Linked DNA regions of Mus musculus: all the other regions are linked to region 5. Evidence: chromatin contacts called from public HiChIP or PLAC-seq and promoter capture Hi-C data. All regions are on one chromosome and are shown on one strand. The core of a region is the stretch at or near the end of the contact, and the rest is flanking DNA. Distances in the headings are between cores, read along the strand shown.

Region 1 (2,947 bases), core at 200-2,699, 420 kb after region 5:
CCTGTATAGTGTGCTTTGTTAATGTTTAGAAGGGCTGAATCTGCCACATTCTCCTTCTAGGGAGGAGAGACTGAAGCATAGAAGCTGGGGGTGACCTGGAGCTGTGAGTTACAGCAGCAGAGGCACTAGTAGAGCGTCTGGGAATTTCTAAAGGGTATTGGTTCGGAGACAGGGGATCTAATCACTGGACATTCAGTATAAACAAGAGGATAAATGTGAACAGAACAAATCTGATAAAGCGGAATTCCCAAGCAGCCCTGAACACAGGGCAAACTAGTGTTGCTTGAACTGGAAGAAAAGGGTCTCGGGATGCTTAGGTTCCTGCACTATTCCTGGAAGTGTGCAGCAGCTGGGGATTATTATTTATTTCTGCTCTGAAAGACACAACAGGCTCTAGTGACCTACAGAAAAAATGTATAAATGTCCTTAAAACAAAACAAATTTTCTCATATTGAATGTTAACTCTCTGAAGCTTTGTGAAACTTTGGATCTTTTATCGTTTAGAAGTAAACTCCACCAGGATCTCTGCATCTGAAAAAAACAACGTGTAAGTTTAAGCTGGTGAAGATTCCACTGCAATGCTGACGTTCTTTACAGAGTTAAAATTAGCAATGAGTATAGTCCGAAATCATCAACACATTCTCCAAGAAGCTAACCCTCTTCCAGGAAGACGCTTAACCTCAGGGCAGTAAAGGCTTTCTGTTTATTCTACAATGGCTATAAAATGGCACTGATGCTTCCTGCTGTCCTTAAGAGATGCTAGAAAATGATTGCTCAGATACTTAAAAAGAACTAGATGGTTCTAGGGAATGAAGGACAAGTAGGTTATTGTTATACTTGCTCTTTTTTTCCCTAACGAACTCTAAATTTTTTGATTGGTATCTTTCCAAAAATTATAATTGAGGAAAAAAAAATATGTGTTGTCTCCCAGAGGGCAGCTGAACTTTGTTCAGAATGCTTAAGAAAACATCCGGTGGGATGTTTGCTGATGGAGCTCTGTCAACTCATCTTTAAATTTCTCTCCTAGAAGAGTACAACAGCTACTGAGTCCAAATGCCAGGAATATTTTTGTATCACTGAGATCTCCTCTCCTAGCCACAAAGCAGTTCTAACCAGCTACTGCTGGAGGCCTAGATGTGTTGTTTATTCAAGTGCAAGCTGAAGGATAAAGGATAACACAAAATTGTGAGTGTCAGGGTTAGAGCCAGGAACTCATCAGAGTTTCACAAATGAGAAGTGTGTGTGTGTGTGTGTGTGTGTGTGTGTGTGTGTGTGTGTGTGTGTGTGTGTGTATGCACGTGTGTTTAATATTCCCCCATTTAACAGCACTTAAACACCATACCAAATGGCCAACAAAAGGAAAATGCATAACATTTTTGCAATTAAGAGCTGAAGCAGAGAACATTTGGTCCTGACCAGATGAGATGAGGTTACTTTTGGCCCAGAGACTCCTTCTCTCATTTCCTCCTGTCTTGTCCCCCTCCAGGGTTGCAACAGCAGGCATCTTTTGGATGGAGAGATTCTGATGAAAGGGCAAAGGTCATGAATGCATTTGTCTACAAAGAGAGGAATTTAAAAGGAGATGACTCAAATAGTTTTTCTGTTCCTTTGATGTCTTAATCAAATTATATATAAAAGTTACATGGTTTCAGGCATTCTAAAAACAGGCTTGATTTATTTGTCTTAATTTAATTCATTTCTGCAAATACTATTGCATACTAATCAAGAACAACTAGTCAAGGGTAGACTAACCCTTGAAACTTAGACTAGCATCACATTTAAATAGCATGAAAAACAAAAACCAAATCAGAAAGTGAGATTACTTATTTATTTTTAGTTATTCTTTAGCATTAGGCAACATTTTGGGGGTTACCTTCATCACTTCATTGGGATTATAATTCAAAGAGATTAGTTATGAATATGCATCATCACACAAATGCATGGCTAGTAATTACATGAGAGTCAGTGAGAGAAGCATAGTAAGAAATTGTGCTGTTTTAAGAACCAGAGGTTTCCAAAGCTGGTGTTGCTCAATTTCTGACCCAAGGATGGATAAGAAGGATGCATGAAAGGATCCTTCGTGGCAAAGAAGGATATATGAAAGTGGTTATGTTTTTCAAGATTTAAAAGTAGGTTGTAGAGTATAGAATGACTGCCTCATAACTCAACCGCATAACACATAGCACTGATGGGAAAAACTGAAGGCAGAATCCCTAAATACTCTGACTCTGGAGCAATCACACCCCTAGACAAGTTCCAACACCACTGACATGGAAGGATGGAGGAGCATTTTTAAAGGTCCAAATGTCTTCAAATGTTGTGACACCTTCATATCTTCTTGTCCCATCTTCACAGTGGCACAAAATTCCTATCATCAATTTCATTCCTTTGGGTTACACAACCCGAAAAGTCATGCATCGTGATTGTAATTGTTCAAGACCTGACATGGTCTGGTTCTTATCTCTCCCCTTCCCCAAAGCTCTGTCTCTTGTTTTCTCCCACCCACTGTACAGCCCGAGCATTCTATCAAATCTCCTTGTTCCCCTCCTGCTCCAAGGGCCTCCCTCCGAAAAGTCTCACAGCTCCTCACATCTCTTCCTCTTGGGTTTTCCCACATTATCTTATTTTCTAAATAGTTAATATTTTAAATAAAGAACCCATTGAATTTCTTAATAATATTATCTAAAGCCCTGCCTGTCCTGATCTGCAGGCCTGACTATATGCATTCTAAATACATCCATGTTAAAAATCCTTTTCCTTTTCACATTCATCTCAGTTGAAATAATCACTAATCACTTTAGTCTGTATGCCTTGTTAGAATGAATACAATGAATACTAAGTTTTACAGGAGAAACTCTGTATTTGATTTATGCTTGATATTATAGACAAAAAAAGAGAGAAGGGGTGAGAGAGGGAGAGAGAACAAGAGACTTTGTCAACCGTTCTT
Region 2 (2,993 bases), core at 396-2,895, 370 kb after region 5:
TTTTATTTTTCCAGTAAAAGAAAAAGTTTAGAGAGAGGAAAAGCTGAGATTTATGAAGGACATACTGCTTTGGGAAAATGTCTTTGTTGTCAACATTTGAAAAAACACTTCTGTGAGGTGACTGTGGGAAATGGAGGGTTCCTGTCATCTGTGTACCATATGACAGCTGAACAGCTGCGGCATACACAGACACTTATCCTCATGTTAAAAGTGATAACTACATCAGAAACCCACACTTTCTGAACAAACTGCATCAAGAATCACCAGATTGGAGGGCAGACTGAAGCTTATTGAAGGTGAGTGAGAAAGAAAGAAAGGAAAACCATGCCCTGGGGAATTCGTTTTATGGAACGATCAATGAATTCTAATTTTTAGGTCATGAGAAATGCTAAGTATTGAGAAAGGAATGCTTTGCTTTCTGGGGTCAGACTGAAGACACAGAAGTGTCTGCAAAAATGATCATGGGAAGGCAACAGTGCACAGTGGAGCAACAAGAATCAAGAGTATTAGACTCAGAAATAGATATCTGGGTTCCAACACCAGTTTTGCTGCTTGCAAAAAGCCTGGGTTTCAGTAAGTTGCTGGTCTGATTTACAGTTCCTTAGCCATCTGAGGCAGAAATAGCAAAGGCTATCTTCAAAGCTAATTGCAGGGGCTGGGTGAGATCACCCACATGGCTAAATTGTTACTGCTGACATCTCATCAATGACACTAATGCACATAGCAGAACTTCTGACAGCTTAACTGGGTTTTACCCAGGTACTTTTTGACAGCCACGAAGAATATTCTGGTGATATTAACACTCAAAATCTGCCTCAGCAATGTGTCCTAAGCACAAAACATTCTCTGTGCCCACACAGCCAGTGTACATCCTGAGAAGATGGGGAAATGTGGCGGGAATATGGGATCCCATTGCTGCCAAGAACACCCTTAAGGTGATTGGGACACTGTCTTCCTACGAACCCTTCCTGCATTGAAGCCAGAATAAGACCTCTCAGAAGTAAGAAAATAGCCTCTTTGTCTCAGACTCTGTCCCACTACGTCCCCTGAGCTCTAAACCTGTTAGTGCTACCCTGGTTTGTGCTGTCATTTACGAATGATACCACATTCTTCTTCTTTTATCTGTAGCTTTCTGTTCATGTGACTGAAAATAAGATATTTAAGTCAAAAAGAACAGTTGGATGATCTTAAACAAGTGTTTTAATCTCTGACTAACAAAATGTCCTGGTATACATTATACATGCTATAATAATATATAAGGGATAGAATTACAGCAATGATGACATATATGTAAAAAGCATATTTTAAGTGCTATGTAAGTGTTAATGGTTATTGCACTTATGTCCTTCTCAAATTTTTTTTCTAGAATGTGAGCCCTAGGTGTGAGAGAACATAGTTTGAAAAGTTATTGGATGACTCAAACTATTTAATTAAAATATTAAAAGGATATGTGATTAACACTGTATCCCCAACTAATATAGTGAATCCCCAACTGGAATATTGAATTTCAAAGGAAAAATAAGCTACTCAGGGAACATACAGGAAAAAAAATATTGCTTCTTGGACATGTTGAAGTAGATCGGGGAAAGATTCTTGTTGTGGGCATATTTTCAAAACCCTGGAACACTGGAGTGATTTCGAAATCAGGGACGGTGATGCTGTAAGAACAGATGGCTCAGCAGTCAGGGCTGTGGGGAGAAGCCTAAAACCAGGCACATTGAAAACATGGAAGTTAGCCAGCAGAGCAGAAGTAGAAGAATAATGTGTGCTGGCTTAGAAAGATAAGCGGGCATTGTTGACATCTCCCAGGGGTGATGCTGTGACCAATTTCCCACGTTAGTGAATCTCTTCCTGCCATTTATGAACCAAACTCACATGTCCATCTGATAAACTATCATTTAATGGCAAAGCTTGCTGGGATATTTGAAGATAAGTTATCATCTTTGTTCAGAAAAGATATCTTTTGTTTGTTAAAAAGAAATCATTGCATTTTGCCTTGTTCACAACTAGGAAGCTTTAAAAAAGGTGTCGCTATTCATAATAAGCTCCCATGAACTAAGATAGCATGAGATGAAGATGCAAATCATTAGCTCAAACAGAAGTTATTAAGCCTCAAGTGGACACTTACTAAATCTAATCACATTGACTACATGATTGACTGGGAAGAAAATAAACAAAGTTAAAGAAATGGTAAACTACCTTTAGGAGGGGTTTAAAGGTTGAACTGAAAAGACTTTGGATTAACTTTAAGTCATGTGAGAATGAAATTTTCTGATGACACATAATCCATAGCTGGCTTATATTCCTGTTAGATATGTAAGCAGGTATTTTAAAGTATGACTTTAAAAATTTTGGATAGCTACATCAGGAAGAAAAAAATGCTTTTGTTACAGCTCAAAATAAGAATACTAAGTTTCTATGGCAGATGCAGACAGAAAACAAGAGGTTTCATTGGTGCTTCATGAGGAAGAGACGGAAGATCAGAAAGGGAAAAAATAGGAGATTGTGATCTACTCAATGTGCTTCTTAAGGTTTTGGGCTTTTTTGTTTTGTTTTGTTTGTTTGTTTTTTCGAGACAGGGTTTCTCTGTATAGCCCTGGCTGTCCTGGAACTCACTCTATAGAACAGGCTGGCCTCGAACTCAGAATTCCGCCTGCCTCTGCCTCTCGGGTGCTGGGATTAAAGGCGTGTGCCACCATACCCAGGTGCTTCTCAAGGTTTATTGAGCTTAAAACCAACGTAAGTCAGGGACAAACAAAAGAGAAAATTGTGGCTCAGTCTGTTTGTACATAGACATAATGTCCTATTGGAAATGTAATTGAGGAAAATACGTAATAAAAAAAAAGGAAAAAAAAAGAAAAACAACAATAAACCAAAGACAATCACATATAAACACCAGGGGTACATTGAATTTGCTCCAGTAATGAAATGTTCACATCAAAATTAATGTGTATTGTCACAGTAACAAATTGTATAATACAAACCATTTTAAT
Region 3 (2,700 bases), core at 12-2,511, 350 kb after region 5:
TTTCTGGGGGAAGAGATGAGAACATTCCAGAAAGGTAGAGAAGAACTAGATCTGTTCCACATTAAAGGAGGCCTCTCCCAGCATGCCTCTGAGTCATCCGCTGGCATTGATGATCCTGGTGACCAGGCATCACTTAGGTGATCAGGTACAGAGACTTCAAATGTACCTTTGGAGAAGCACCTCAAGTTCTTTAAAAGAAACTATGACTTAAGCTGAACTTTTCATATGAATTGTGCAAAACAGCTTCACACCAAAGTTATGAACCAGGCTGGATTTTAACGTAACTGTATGCATGTAGGGTCTCTACATGGCAGAAGCCAGTGTTGTGTTCATTTACTAGTGAGGGAGCTCAGATATATCCACACAGATAAAGACAAACCCAAAATCCTGTCATCTGCAGACTTCAGTTATGAAGGCAAGATGACCAAAAGAACTAGCTGCAGGAGCTTTGCTGTTCTAGAGTCTAGTCAAAACAGACACAATGGCACCTGGGGAAGATGACCCTTGTCATTCGCATGGTTGTGTGTTCATTTAGCCATGTGCTCAAACACTCAAGACACTAACCTAAGGGACAGAAAGAGTGGCAAGGGATTGTGTGAGAATGACTAAATATATCATCTCAAGAAACATGGAAGAGTTAAAGTGAAGATTTGAGTCAGATACATATATCAAAAGTTTACTCTGTCCTTCGATAATGCTGAGTTTCACGAGCTACTTAAGGTGAATGATCGTTTGTTTTATTTTCATTTTACACCTTTCTGCCTCAAAAGCACACTGTTTGGTCAATAAACAAATATTGTTACTTTAAACTTCAGTGGCTCACAAAATCCTAGAGAGCACAGCATCTTTAAAGTCTTTTCTTATTCTCACACCTCCTTAAGCTCACTACCCTGGAACTATAAATTACCTTTAGCCAGAGAAAACAAGTCTGTATGGTTGGATTTCAAAACAACATGATTCGTTTTCTATTTTTCTGTAAGTGTGAGTGTGTATGTGTGTGTGTGTTTGTGTGTGTGTGTGTAGTGTGTGTGTGTGTGTGTGTGTGTGTGTGGTGTGTGTGTGTGTGTGTGTGTGTGTGAGTTGGGTGGAGGCAATCACATCGAGTGTGCTAAATTCTAGCTGTAAGACATTGTTCAATCAGCATACAAAGGTTCACAGAAGTTGTGCCTTCCAAGAATAATCTCCCAGGGCCCCATTCAACAATAAATATTTCCCAACTCCCTGTGCAGAAGTCAGAGGAAGGCTGCAAACGCTAAAGAAATTGCCTCTGCATCCAGTCAGTTTGGCAGGCTGAGAGCCCTTACACAAAGAAAGCCTGTCTGTTGGTTTTCCTCCTTTCTGAGCAATAAGCCATAGAAAGTTCCAGAAAGGCCTGGGAAAAGCATGTTAGAGACTCCCTTTCCCTGTAAAGCATGAGTCATGAAAACACAAAGGTTTGCTTCTGCTGGTTGGACGGACCGTCTTGACTGATCATTGGACAGGGTGAAAACAGGAGCTTCTGTAAGCTTACTCTAAAGAGTCTGTGAGAAAAGGCACAGCGCCCACTGCCAGAGTTCTTACAGCTTTGGTTTGCAGCAATGCTAGCAATACAGGCAACTACCATTTACAGCCAACGGTCTTGTTACCCAGTAAAATCCCAAGAGACCTTTGGCTTCTAGAGTTATAGAGCAAACACCAGGAGCAAATAGTTTGGTATCTTTAAAATAGACACAGAAACAAATGAGCAAACAGGATTGAATACACTTGTGTCTGTAGTATGAGAAAATTCACTCATTCCCCACCCAACATTGTCTGTGTCTTCTTAATTCTCTTGTTCTATGCCTAGTGGAGAAAGGTGCTTGAGAGTCCACTATGCTGAACTTCTTGTGTCTTGTTAAACCAAAGCTCTGGTTTAACACTGCAGGTCTCGATTCTGAAGGATTGGGGGTAAAAGTTGTTGAGGATAAGACTATGCTGAGAGATATCAAGGGAAACTTAGGAGAGAATAAGGGAGTAAAACTGACTGCTATGCCCATTTATAATTGGTGATTTGGGATGAAAATAAGAATATACTCAAATACAGGATCATAGTCCACTGAAATAGCAGGGGTACCGTCTGTAAAGTATCTTAGGTCAGTATAAAAGGGAATAAGATAGTCTGTGAAGCATATATTCATGAACTACTGAAATATACTTTGAACATTGACCTGTCAAATTATACTGTAGCATATTTACTGGCCTGCTGCTGACCCCCAGACTTCTCAATAAGTTTGGTATAGACAAGATCTGTGAAAGCCAAATGGAGGTGGCTGCAGCTGAATACAATATGCAAAGCACTAATGATTTGTCCAGTGCCTCCTTTTCTATTTGGATTCAGGTATTTCCCAAACTACAACCGGCAATAACATTTGAACTGTGGATGGAGGATTGTCTATTGCTCACAGAACAATAATTTTGAAGCAAGAAGTTCAGCGCAAAAATACAACTGAAGCGTGTCATAGGCCACAATACAAGTGATAGATATGAAGATATTTATAAGGAGCAGTTGTCTCTTCCCACAGTGAACGGCAGAACCCGAGGCACAGAGATGTGAGAGAATCTCCAGCTGCTGCTGGAAAGAATCCGGTTTACAGAGAGAGGTCCAAAGGAGAACTTACGGGAAGAGGTGGAGCAGTACCAAAATGTCACTTGCTCAGAAAAGAAATCAGGTCACTGATTTCA
Region 4 (2,738 bases), core at 157-2,656, 500 kb after region 5:
GGTGCATCCTGGAACTGTTCGAAAATTTTTTTTGTCTCAGTTCGAAGCTTTTCTTTTTCTTTTGACTCTGATGTGAATACATTTGTGTGACATTGCTATTATCCTTCCTGGCTCAGCTTGTCTCACTGTGTCATAAATAGCTGGTTGTTATTTACATGTCTACATGTACATATTCTATTCAATAATAGAAATAATCAACTCCTAATAGTTAGTATCATGGATAAGCATCCTTTGAATACTGAAGCCCTTAATTATTAATGATACCAATGATTTATTTATATCACAACTTGATGTATTCTTACATAAACCATATCAAAATTCTTAGAGTCTTAGTGTGTAGGTGTTTCAGTGAGACTATGGAGACTATGTTCATCATGGTCAGATAACCCATGAAAAAAATAAAAACTTATTAAAGCTTGTATAAATAAAAGAGAAGCTTAAATATGAAAGGTTCCCAATACAATATAAATGAAGGCATAAAAACATAGAAATGTAACACATTTATTTCATGCAATATTTCTTTAAATAATCTCAAAATTAAATAAATGTCAAAATCATACAGAAAACTTACTTTCATATTTGTAAAATTTTATAATCTTGTGATTTAATTTCTTCACTGTAACTATCTACATACACCAATGCGGATATCTACAATATATTTTTTAAGTTATTTCTGAATAAGTTATATATGTTATGACTTTAAGCTGGCAGATTTTCTCAGAACATGGATACTATCTTATATAACAATAATAGCCTTAGAGAGTTTAATTCTGGTTTAGTAGAATTATCTAATATGCTGCTTGCATTCCAATCTTAGGAAGGGTCTTACTCTTTCAGGTCTTTTGCTTCCTGTAGTAGGTTCCAAAGTATAGACACACACTGACTGCTCTGTTAGTATCTTATGTTTCCTTCCAGCTGAAAAGCTCATGTGTTATCATTCACTACATACCTCAGTTTTTGCAGTAGCTGAAATTGTAGTACTTAGTAAATCTTAGGTAGAAAGGTAGAAAAGTGATGCCAAACACTCACCCTAGACTTTTCATTTTTGGTGAAAAAAAAAATCTACCCATCGTTCTTTATATTTCAGTTGTTTTTCATAATTATTTTGATTTTTTTACCAAGATACAAATACTTCTGTATATATATTAATTTGTGTGAGCGTGGTATGTATATGTATTTGTGTGGGTGTACACATGTGCATGTGGATGCATTTGAATGTGTGCATGTGACAGAGATGAATGTCAGGTGTCTCTCACATATTCCACTATAGTTTTGGAAGCAGAGTCTCTCAATAAACCTGGAGCTCAAAGATTGTTGAAGATGTTTGGTCCATGAGCTTCAGAGAGCTGTCTGTGTGCACTGTCTGCAGTTTGTTGCAAATGTGTGCCAGTGGAGCCTGCTTTTATGTGGTTTCTGAGTAAATAACCACTCTGTGGGCTTACAAGACAGGTGCTCTACTTCTTTGGTTGTCTCTCCTGTCATGGTACAAGTATTTTCAATGCCTTAAAATAACTTCATAAGATTAGCCATTGGAAACTAATACAAACAGGCTCTTCTATTCTTTTACATTTGTTAAGTTTCAGAAATTCAATAGGTACTACCAAAAAAATCACACAGTCCTGCTTTATAAAATTCTTTGTTTAATTTTAAGATATTAAGGAATAGTTTTGGTCTGATAGGAGTTTAAGGTAACTTCACCATCTCAGAAAACTGTTAACCAGTAAATATTGACTATGCATGTGGAGGCTAGTACTTGTAAGAAATTATGCTACTATATTTTAAATATTACAAGCAAAATATTTCCTTATATTGCCATTGATAACACTTTTATGAATCTCTTAGGGTTACTGTTGTCTATGTGTCTTATATTGTGACATGTAAGTAGCCACTGTCAGTGTGGGCTGCTATCTGGAAATTCTTCTGCTGTTACAACTGAGCTCCCATGATTATATATTCTTGCCTATTTTACCTCCATTGTAATTGATTTATTTTTTCATCATTTGAGATCCCCTGTCTCTAGGAGACTTCAGTATATTCCTATACGCTGAGATGCTAACATCTACAATACATTGTCTATGTGCAGTGTCTTCTCACAAAACCTCCCCTGTCTCGTGGCTTAAATATCACTGACACACCAATATTCCTTAAGTTGCATATCCCAATAGAAATATAAACGTGTGATATGTAAGCTTAGACATAAAACTGCCATCTCTTCTTGAATGTCTACTAATGGCCATTGATTTTATGTGTACTGTGTATTGCATATCGCTAAGGGTACAGAACTACAATAGAACATGATGTGAATGTCCTCTTATATAGAAATCATTTACATTGTCTCATGCATATAAACATCCAGAAAAAGACATCTGATTAAAAATGTTCTAAGGTTTCTCCTTACACTAAAAATCTGTGGTTCTAAAAGAACCTCTGGTGGAATCACCATGCCTGACCTAAAGCTGTACTACAGAGCAATTGTGCTAAAACCGGCATGGTACTGGTATAGTGACAGACAAGTAGACCAATGGAATAGAATTGAAGACCCAGAAATGAACCCACACACCTATGGTCAACTGATCATTGACAAGGGAGCAAAACCCATCCAGTGGAAAAAAAGACAGCATTTTCAACAAATGGTGCTGGCACAACTGGTTGTTATCATGTAGAAGAATTTGAATTGATCCATTCCTATCTCCTTGTACTAAGGTCAAATCTAAGTGGATCAAGGAACTTCACATAAA
Region 5 (3,011 bases), core at 239-2,738:
TCCTGGGTGCCATTAAGCTTTGAGTGGCTAACTTTTGAGGGTTTTTTTTATTTTTGTTTTTGTTTTTTTCCTTTCAGAGATTGTCAAAGACAGTTAGGTTCAGAGCCCAAAGAGTTAAACATAATACCTATGTCTTGGGTTTGTTGCCATGATTAAATGACATAATACATAAGGAGTGCTTAAAGTGAGGTGATAAATAACAAACTCTCAAGTGGCATTATCGCTGCCTAAGAGCAACCTTTCCTATGACTCTTATATGTAATGTGGCAAGTCTCTTGCAGGGTCAGAGAACTTTGCTCCTATGTTTGGCATAATGTATCAATCTGCCCAGAAGCCTGTTATTTGGTGTGGAAAGGACCAACGAATCTCATCACTGTTTGTTTACTGTAAGCAAACCACCTCCTCTCTGGAGTCAGTTTTGACCTCTGCTTTCCTTCCTAAAGATGCATCTGTAGCCACCACTGCCCTTACCCACTGCTCTGCCCCCATTCCAGGACTCAAGAGTCATGCTGTGGCTTCTGTTTGTATACATGCCTGAGAGCAGAGGCTCTTTCACTTCCAAAGCCCACGAAGTTCCTAATGAAAATCCTGCATGTACACACATCCAGTATCCTGATTCCACCCTAAATTCTGTAATCATCTCCTGGTCTTTGCACTTGACTGTACCTTTATTCAAATATTTATATTCTGTACTTAGGAAAGCACCTTCGGATCATATGGCTTTCTTTCTTAATAAAAATCGCAGAGGTTTCGCTTGTGTAAGCCATTGGCACACCTGATACACGCTTGTTCTCAGATGGTTTGACTCTGTAGCCACAAAGGATGTGTGTGGAATTTCCATACCAGTGTTAAAGGCAGCCATAGCAATGCCAGAGGTTCTTGTGAAATATATGATTAGCATGTACCACAGGAATTAATAATTCTCAGGCCACTGTCTTAAACTGTAACCACATTGTTGTTGTAGGGAAGTTGCTCAATTTATACTCAGAGAATGTGAACAGCTGCGTTCTGACCAAGAAACCAGCGTCATTTAAAATCCATATCCCAAAAGGTGCTTTCAAAATACTACTTAGTATGCACATGATATGTTGCTTTGAGTGACAAATTATGGTAATTTCCTTGATAATTTGATCCTTTGATTCTTTTATTCTCCTTAAAGCCTATGTAAATACAAAGGGGAGAATGCCATTTCTAAAAATAGTTTTTAAATGTCTTTTCTGGAGTAATTTTTTAAATTTAATAATTTTATACAATTATAAAAAAATCCATTGGAGATTGTGCCAAATTAGGGTTCCTCAATTAAACAATAACTTTGAAAACATACTTCTAGCTTGCTTAGATGTTAGTAGGTCAGCAAGCACACCCGAACCTATTAAGGTGGACTGCTCTGTTTATTGATTTTCCGTGCATCTGCTAAGGACTCAAGGCAATTGTCTGCGGAAGGGGGCGGGAGGCCCATACATGATCGAGGTCATGCGCATCTAGCCAATTTGTAAGCCGATCCGCCGCCCAAAGCCATCAGCAATCCTTAGCATAGGGGCACACTCATGCATTCCTGTCAAGTCATCTTGTGAAGGCTGCCTGCTTCCAGCTTGGCTTGGATGTGCAACCTTAATAAAACTCACTGAGGTCTGGGAGAAAATAGCAGATCTGCTGCAGATAGGGTAGAGGAAAGGGGCTAGAATATGTACTCGCAGCTGACGCGGGCAGGCTCCACGCTGAACGGTTACACAGAGAGGAAACAATAAATCTAAGCTACTATTGCAATAAATATCTCAAGTTTTAACGAAGGAAACTATCATTACAGTTAAAATTTTTTAAAGTAACGCTTTTTTAGAACAAAGCTAACAAATGGCTAGTTTTCTGTGGATCTTCTTCAAACGCTTTCTTTAACGGGGAAAGAGTCAAACAAGCAGTTTTACCTGAAATAAAGAACTAGTTTAAAGGTCAGAAGAGAAGAGCAAGCTTTGCAGGAGGCACGGAAGGCAAGCGCTGGCAGTACAATGACAGTTTTCCTTTCCTTTGCATTCTTCGCTGCCATTCTGACTCACATAGGGTGCAGCAACCAGCGCCGAAATCCAGAAAACGGAGGGAGAAGATATAACCGGATTCAACATGGGCAATGTGCCTACACTTTCATTCTTCCAGAACACGACGGGAACTGCCGTGAGAGTGCGACAGAGCAGTACAACACCAACGCTCTGCAAAGGGATGCTCCACACGTGGAGCCGGATTTCTCTTCCCAGAAACTTCAGCATCTGGAGCATGTGATGGAAAATTATACTCAGTGGCTGCAAAAAGTAAGTGATCGCTTTCGGTTTCTAATTGCTCTGAGCTTTTCCCTTCCCTCTCTGCAGGGAGCTCAGAGTTCCGTAGGGGGCATTTGTGTTTACCTTTTGCTCCGGGGGGCAGTGTTTGCAAAAGAAAAAAGGCTCCCTCTCTGGACTCAACTTCCTGGGTAAGCCAAGGGTCCTGGGCTTGTGGGAACCTCTGATCCTGTAGCTTCCTAAATGTGCGTCTAACATTAGCAAATTTTATGCCAACCCTGTTGTTTTTTAAAGTTTATCTTAGGCATTTTGACTGTCAAAGCCCAACTTTGAAAAAGTAAGCGCGCACTTCTTGGACAAGGTGGTGTAAAAGGAAATCATAATGGTGATATTAACAGAGGTTCAAATGGAATGTACAGCAAGGAGTTTTGTGAGTTGCCATGGGAAATCTTCATAAAATGCTTACCCCCACCAACTTTTAATAAAAGTATGCAATGAGAATAAGTATAAAGTACCCATATTGTCTTCGTTTAGAAAGATTGTATTTGTAAGTTAAAGGAACTTAACTTCACAAGTGGTATATGAGGACTGACATCTGAAATGAAAAAAAAAAAATAGCTTCTGATGGGAAAATTGTAAGAAAGGGGTTTTGCTCACATTGAAGGTAGAAACTGAGTTCAGGAAGTCTCCTGTACCCACCTGCAGATTGGGCTGAACACAAGAAGGCTGTGCTAATTTTTGACA
Region 6 (2,700 bases), core at 172-2,671, 300 kb after region 5:
GAAATCTGCAAGATGAAAGCACATCACATTGGATAAATCCCCTATAATTCCATGACTTCTCTCATAAATGCACGATTTTCGCCGTATCTGTCATCACCCAAGAGCTCCCCATCATCGCAAAATGGTCAGACGAAAGTGAATAATGGGAAATCCTACCCTCTTGATGTATTTCATCATATCAAACTCTCAACACTCTTTTGCAGGAGGTTGTATATAATTTAATGAAAACTACCAAGGGGACTGTATACCACATGTAGTTCAGGGAAAGAGGTATGAAAATAGAACATACAGAATGTTAATCATTTTGTTAGAAATTTTCAGTTTTTAAAGTATTCAGTATAATACGTACTTTGTTTCATAATTGGCAAAATAAGGTCCAAGATTTCACTATAAAATATTTTATGCACACATTGTGTATAGAGTCCAACACAGTATAATTTGTTTTGTTCTCTCTATACCCTTGATAGGAGTTTTTTTAAATCTCCATCTTAACCAGCACCCACAAGTTACCTTTTGTTAACTCTAACAATATGGAGAACTCAGGTACAAGATAAAGAAGACTGTGAAACAAATCTACTGAGAATCAAATAGGACTGGGGTTGGGGTGGGGTGGTAAAGGAGGACTTGGTGAATGACTAACATAGGTGACTAATGACCAAAAGAAACGAACTCAATAGCACTCCTAAAATTACACCCACAGGTTAATTCCTTTCTAAATCTTTTTTTTTTTCTTTTTACTAACCACTCAACCAAATTTAGGCTTGCTTCCACATACAACAAAAGCTTCCCTCTTTGCTCCACACGCAGTCAGTTGGTTATCTTTCATCTTCAGCAGAATGAGTTATTTGTCAAAACAACATAGTTACTGTAGTGAGATGGCCATAGGGTTAGGCTAGCACAGAGAGCGTTTGTGACGAATAGACTTACTTTGTTCCTATCTATTGTATAACCAAAATTCATGACCAAGGCCTCAAGTTTAAATTTCGACATCTAAGCAAAAATTTCAGAGAGGGTTTTCTTTATCTATTTTATTCTGATTTTAATTGCTCTTGCTACATTTTAAGGGAAAGTATGCAGACCTTTAAGTAGTCAAAGGCTCCAGATTTTCAGTGCTCCTTTCAGTATAGGAAGCTTAGTTCTGAACTGAAAGTAGACCTTGAACTCACAAGATCTGAAACAGCAATTTCATATCTATATGATGGGGGGTTGGAATCTTAAAGCTAAAAGCCCCAACTTACCAATAGGAAAACAGTGACAATCTCGACTAACATTTTTACTAGGAAAAACATATGCCACACATATGTGATAAAGTTTCAACCAAATGACAAAGTTGTTACTTTTGGCACTCTCTCCCACAATGACTTATTCTCAGCCAGTTGTCATGGAAAAAGAAATATTTCTGGACTGCCTATTCTGCAGAGAAATTTTCTAACTATACAGAAGAGTTGAATCTATTAAATTTGCTTACACTTAAAATAAGAGAAAGTCATTGGCAGAGTTAAATCTTAGCACACATTGTAAGATGAAGACACTGGTGAACAGAGAATGAACACAGTGTCCAACAGAAGTCTTTGAAAGAAGCAGGTATGAGCTGCGAGGTTCCAGGTGATGAGCAGAAGTTTGAGAGAAGCAGCATGAAAATAGTGATGCTCTAGAAAGCCAATTGCACTAGGATCTGGAAATCATGCTGAGAGTAGCTTGTTTTAGACTATTAGAAAATAAAGTTGTCAAATAATTTGGGGTATACTAATGGCACAACACCAGAGAGGAAGACTGAGCTCAGAGGAGTCACTCACTAGCCAGATGGTGGAAATGACAATTGCATATAGCCGAAAGCTCTTAAAGTCTCTAAAAGTGTGGAAAAGTATTATACTTGTTGAAGACAATGAGTATGAAATCTCAACATGAAAAGAGAAAGCCTATGATATCTCTCTTACAGTCTTCTCTCTACTCTTCTTTCTCAGCATAAGAGACTCTACTTCAGGAGGCAGGGGCATTGTTGAACTTTTAGGCCCATAGATGGAAGCTGATTGGTGAATTCCAGAGTACCAGGAGCTCTGGAGATACCATTCCACAATTCTCTAAGATGACTCAAAAGACACAATGTAGACTCTGACTTAGACTTTGTTATGGAAAAGGGATATAAAACAAACCCACAAAAAGCAAAAGCAAAGGATGAGGTCCAGAGAAAGCTGTGGGTAAGCGTCTGAGCTTTCTTCTCCAGCAGAGTCATTGGGAAGCACTAAAGGGCTGTGCCTCCTCTCTGGAAAAGTCCACCTGGAACTTTCAGGAGAGGCTGCATTCGATAACCACAGAGTAATTGCTTCCTCTAAGATTGGGAATTAAAATAAGTATTCCATTGTTGTCATTTTATTAAAAATTCTACTCAGGTTTCTAGATCAGGCAACTGGATAAGAACAGCAAATAAAAATGCCCAAATCAAAAGGGAAAAATGTATCCTTATCTTCACAAAGAACATGATAAAGTTAGAAAGATCCACTGTAACTATTTTATATTAACAGTTTTCTGCTACTGTAACAAAATACCCAAGCCTGAGAAATCACCAGGCAAAGAAGTTCATTTTGCTAGTAGTTTTAGAGGCTGAAATTCTATTGATTTGTTCACTTGGAGAAGATCCACAGTGGATGGCCTCAAAATGGTGAGAGAATGTGAGGGAGGAAGAGACATGGTTTCTTGTCA

The links. Promoter capture Hi-C pulls out the DNA fragments that hold promoters and counts their contacts. HiChIP or PLAC-seq counts read pairs in DNA pulled down with a chosen protein or histone mark.
Region 1: a contact with region 5 is called in a promoter capture Hi-C map of the 3T3-L1 cell line, with 6 times the contacts expected there. The contact joins the enhancer-like site here to the promoter of Angpt1 in region 5. A contact is called at or near these places in 12 of 39 promoter capture datasets (the 3T3-L1 cell line, 3T3-L1-derived adipocytes, the C10 cell line and 8 more), 1 of 15 datasets of contacts at CTCF or cohesin (the NIH/3T3 cell line), 7 of 115 datasets of contacts at active chromatin or transcription factors (the SCID.adh cell line, cardiomyocytes, embryonic stem cells and 4 more) and 1 of 9 other capture datasets (embryonic stem cells).
Region 2: a contact with region 5 is called in an H3K4me3 HiChIP or PLAC-seq map of the SCID.adh cell line, with 14 read pairs. The contact joins the enhancer-like site here to the promoter of Angpt1 in region 5. A contact is called at or near these places in 13 of 39 promoter capture datasets (the 3T3-L1 cell line, the C10 cell line, the HPC-7 cell line and 6 more), 1 of 15 datasets of contacts at CTCF or cohesin (pro-B cells), 12 of 484 Hi-C or Micro-C datasets (the 3T3-L1 cell line, 3T3-L1-derived adipocytes, the G1E-ER4 cell line and 8 more), 8 of 115 datasets of contacts at active chromatin or transcription factors (the SCID.adh cell line, bone marrow-derived macrophages, cardiomyocytes and 4 more) and 4 of 9 other capture datasets (adipose tissue, embryonic stem cells, liver and 1 more).
Region 3: a promoter capture Hi-C map of 3T3-L1-derived adipocytes shows a contact between it and region 5, with 6 times the contacts expected there. The contact joins the enhancer-like site here to the promoter of Angpt1 in region 5. A contact is called at or near these places in 14 of 39 promoter capture datasets (the 3T3-L1 cell line, 3T3-L1-derived adipocytes, the C10 cell line and 9 more), 1 of 15 datasets of contacts at CTCF or cohesin (pro-B cells), 8 of 484 Hi-C or Micro-C datasets (the C3H10T1/2 cell line, brown adipocytes, cerebellar granule neurons and 4 more), 10 of 115 datasets of contacts at active chromatin or transcription factors (the SCID.adh cell line, acute myeloid leukemia, astrocytes and 7 more) and 3 of 9 other capture datasets (adipose tissue, embryonic stem cells and liver).
Region 4: a contact with region 5 is called in an H3K4me3 HiChIP or PLAC-seq map of the SCID.adh cell line, with 12 read pairs. The contact joins the enhancer-like site here to the promoter of Angpt1 in region 5. A contact is called at or near these places in 10 of 39 promoter capture datasets (the C10 cell line, embryonic stem cells, epiblast stem cells and 6 more), 3 of 15 datasets of contacts at CTCF or cohesin (large pre-B cells, pro-B cells and stem cell-derived epiblast-like cells), 7 of 115 datasets of contacts at active chromatin or transcription factors (DN3 thymocytes, the SCID.adh cell line, astrocytes and 4 more) and 2 of 9 other capture datasets (liver and pancreatic islet).
Region 6: a promoter capture Hi-C map of the SN4741 cell line shows a contact between it and region 5, with 2.8 times the contacts expected there. The contact joins the enhancer-like site here to the promoter of Angpt1 in region 5. A contact is called at or near these places in 13 of 39 promoter capture datasets (the 3T3-L1 cell line, the C10 cell line, the HPC-7 cell line and 8 more), 4 of 15 datasets of contacts at CTCF or cohesin (the NIH/3T3 cell line, large pre-B cells and pro-B cells), 11 of 484 Hi-C or Micro-C datasets (the 3T3-L1 cell line, 3T3-L1-derived adipocytes, the C2C12 cell line and 6 more), 6 of 115 datasets of contacts at active chromatin or transcription factors (the SCID.adh cell line, acute myeloid leukemia, fibro-adipogenic progenitors and 3 more) and 3 of 9 other capture datasets (adipose tissue, embryonic stem cells and liver).

Annotation. Positions count from the first base shown.
Region 1 is chr15:42,251,058-42,254,004 of GRCm38.p6, reverse strand. No RefSeq gene overlaps it. Among named protein-coding and RNA genes, the nearest start is that of Abra, 380 kb to the right of the region's middle. Within about 2 kb of position 1,449, at least 8 of the 459 cell types and tissues checked have an H3K27ac peak or open chromatin away from gene starts, as enhancers often do.
Region 2 is chr15:42,308,548-42,311,540 of GRCm38.p6, reverse strand. No RefSeq gene overlaps it. Among named protein-coding and RNA genes, the nearest start is that of Gm41313, 360 kb to the left of the region's middle. Within about 2 kb of position 1,645, at least 22 of the 459 cell types and tissues checked have an H3K27ac peak or open chromatin away from gene starts, as enhancers often do. A contact at or near this core is called in the SCID.adh cell line, cerebellar granule neurons, cerebellum and 1 more, where this site is marked.
Region 3 is chr15:42,328,647-42,331,346 of GRCm38.p6, reverse strand. It overlaps the pseudogene Gm18092. Among named protein-coding and RNA genes, the nearest start is that of Gm41313, 340 kb to the left of the region's middle. Within about 2 kb of position 1,261, at least 35 of the 459 cell types and tissues checked have an H3K27ac peak or open chromatin away from gene starts, as enhancers often do. A contact at or near this core is called in 3T3-L1-derived adipocytes, the C3H10T1/2 cell line, adipose tissue and 4 more, where this site is marked.
Region 4 is chr15:42,174,984-42,177,721 of GRCm38.p6, reverse strand. No RefSeq gene overlaps it. Among named protein-coding and RNA genes, the nearest start is that of Abra, 310 kb to the right of the region's middle. Within about 2 kb of position 1,406, at least 8 of the 459 cell types and tissues checked have an H3K27ac peak or open chromatin away from gene starts, as enhancers often do. A contact at or near this core is called in the SCID.adh cell line, where this site is marked.
Region 5 is chr15:42,675,454-42,678,464 of GRCm38.p6, reverse strand. Angpt1 (angiopoietin 1) reads left to right here and starts at 1,488. Exons shown (of 9, transcript NM_009640.4): 1 at 1,488-2,300. The coding sequence starts at 2,004.
Region 6 is chr15:42,375,077-42,377,776 of GRCm38.p6, reverse strand. No RefSeq gene overlaps it. Among named protein-coding and RNA genes, the nearest start is that of Gm41313, 290 kb to the left of the region's middle. Within about 2 kb of position 1,421, at least 8 of the 459 cell types and tissues checked have an H3K27ac peak or open chromatin away from gene starts, as enhancers often do. A contact at or near this core is called in the C2C12 cell line and the SN4741 cell line, where this site is marked.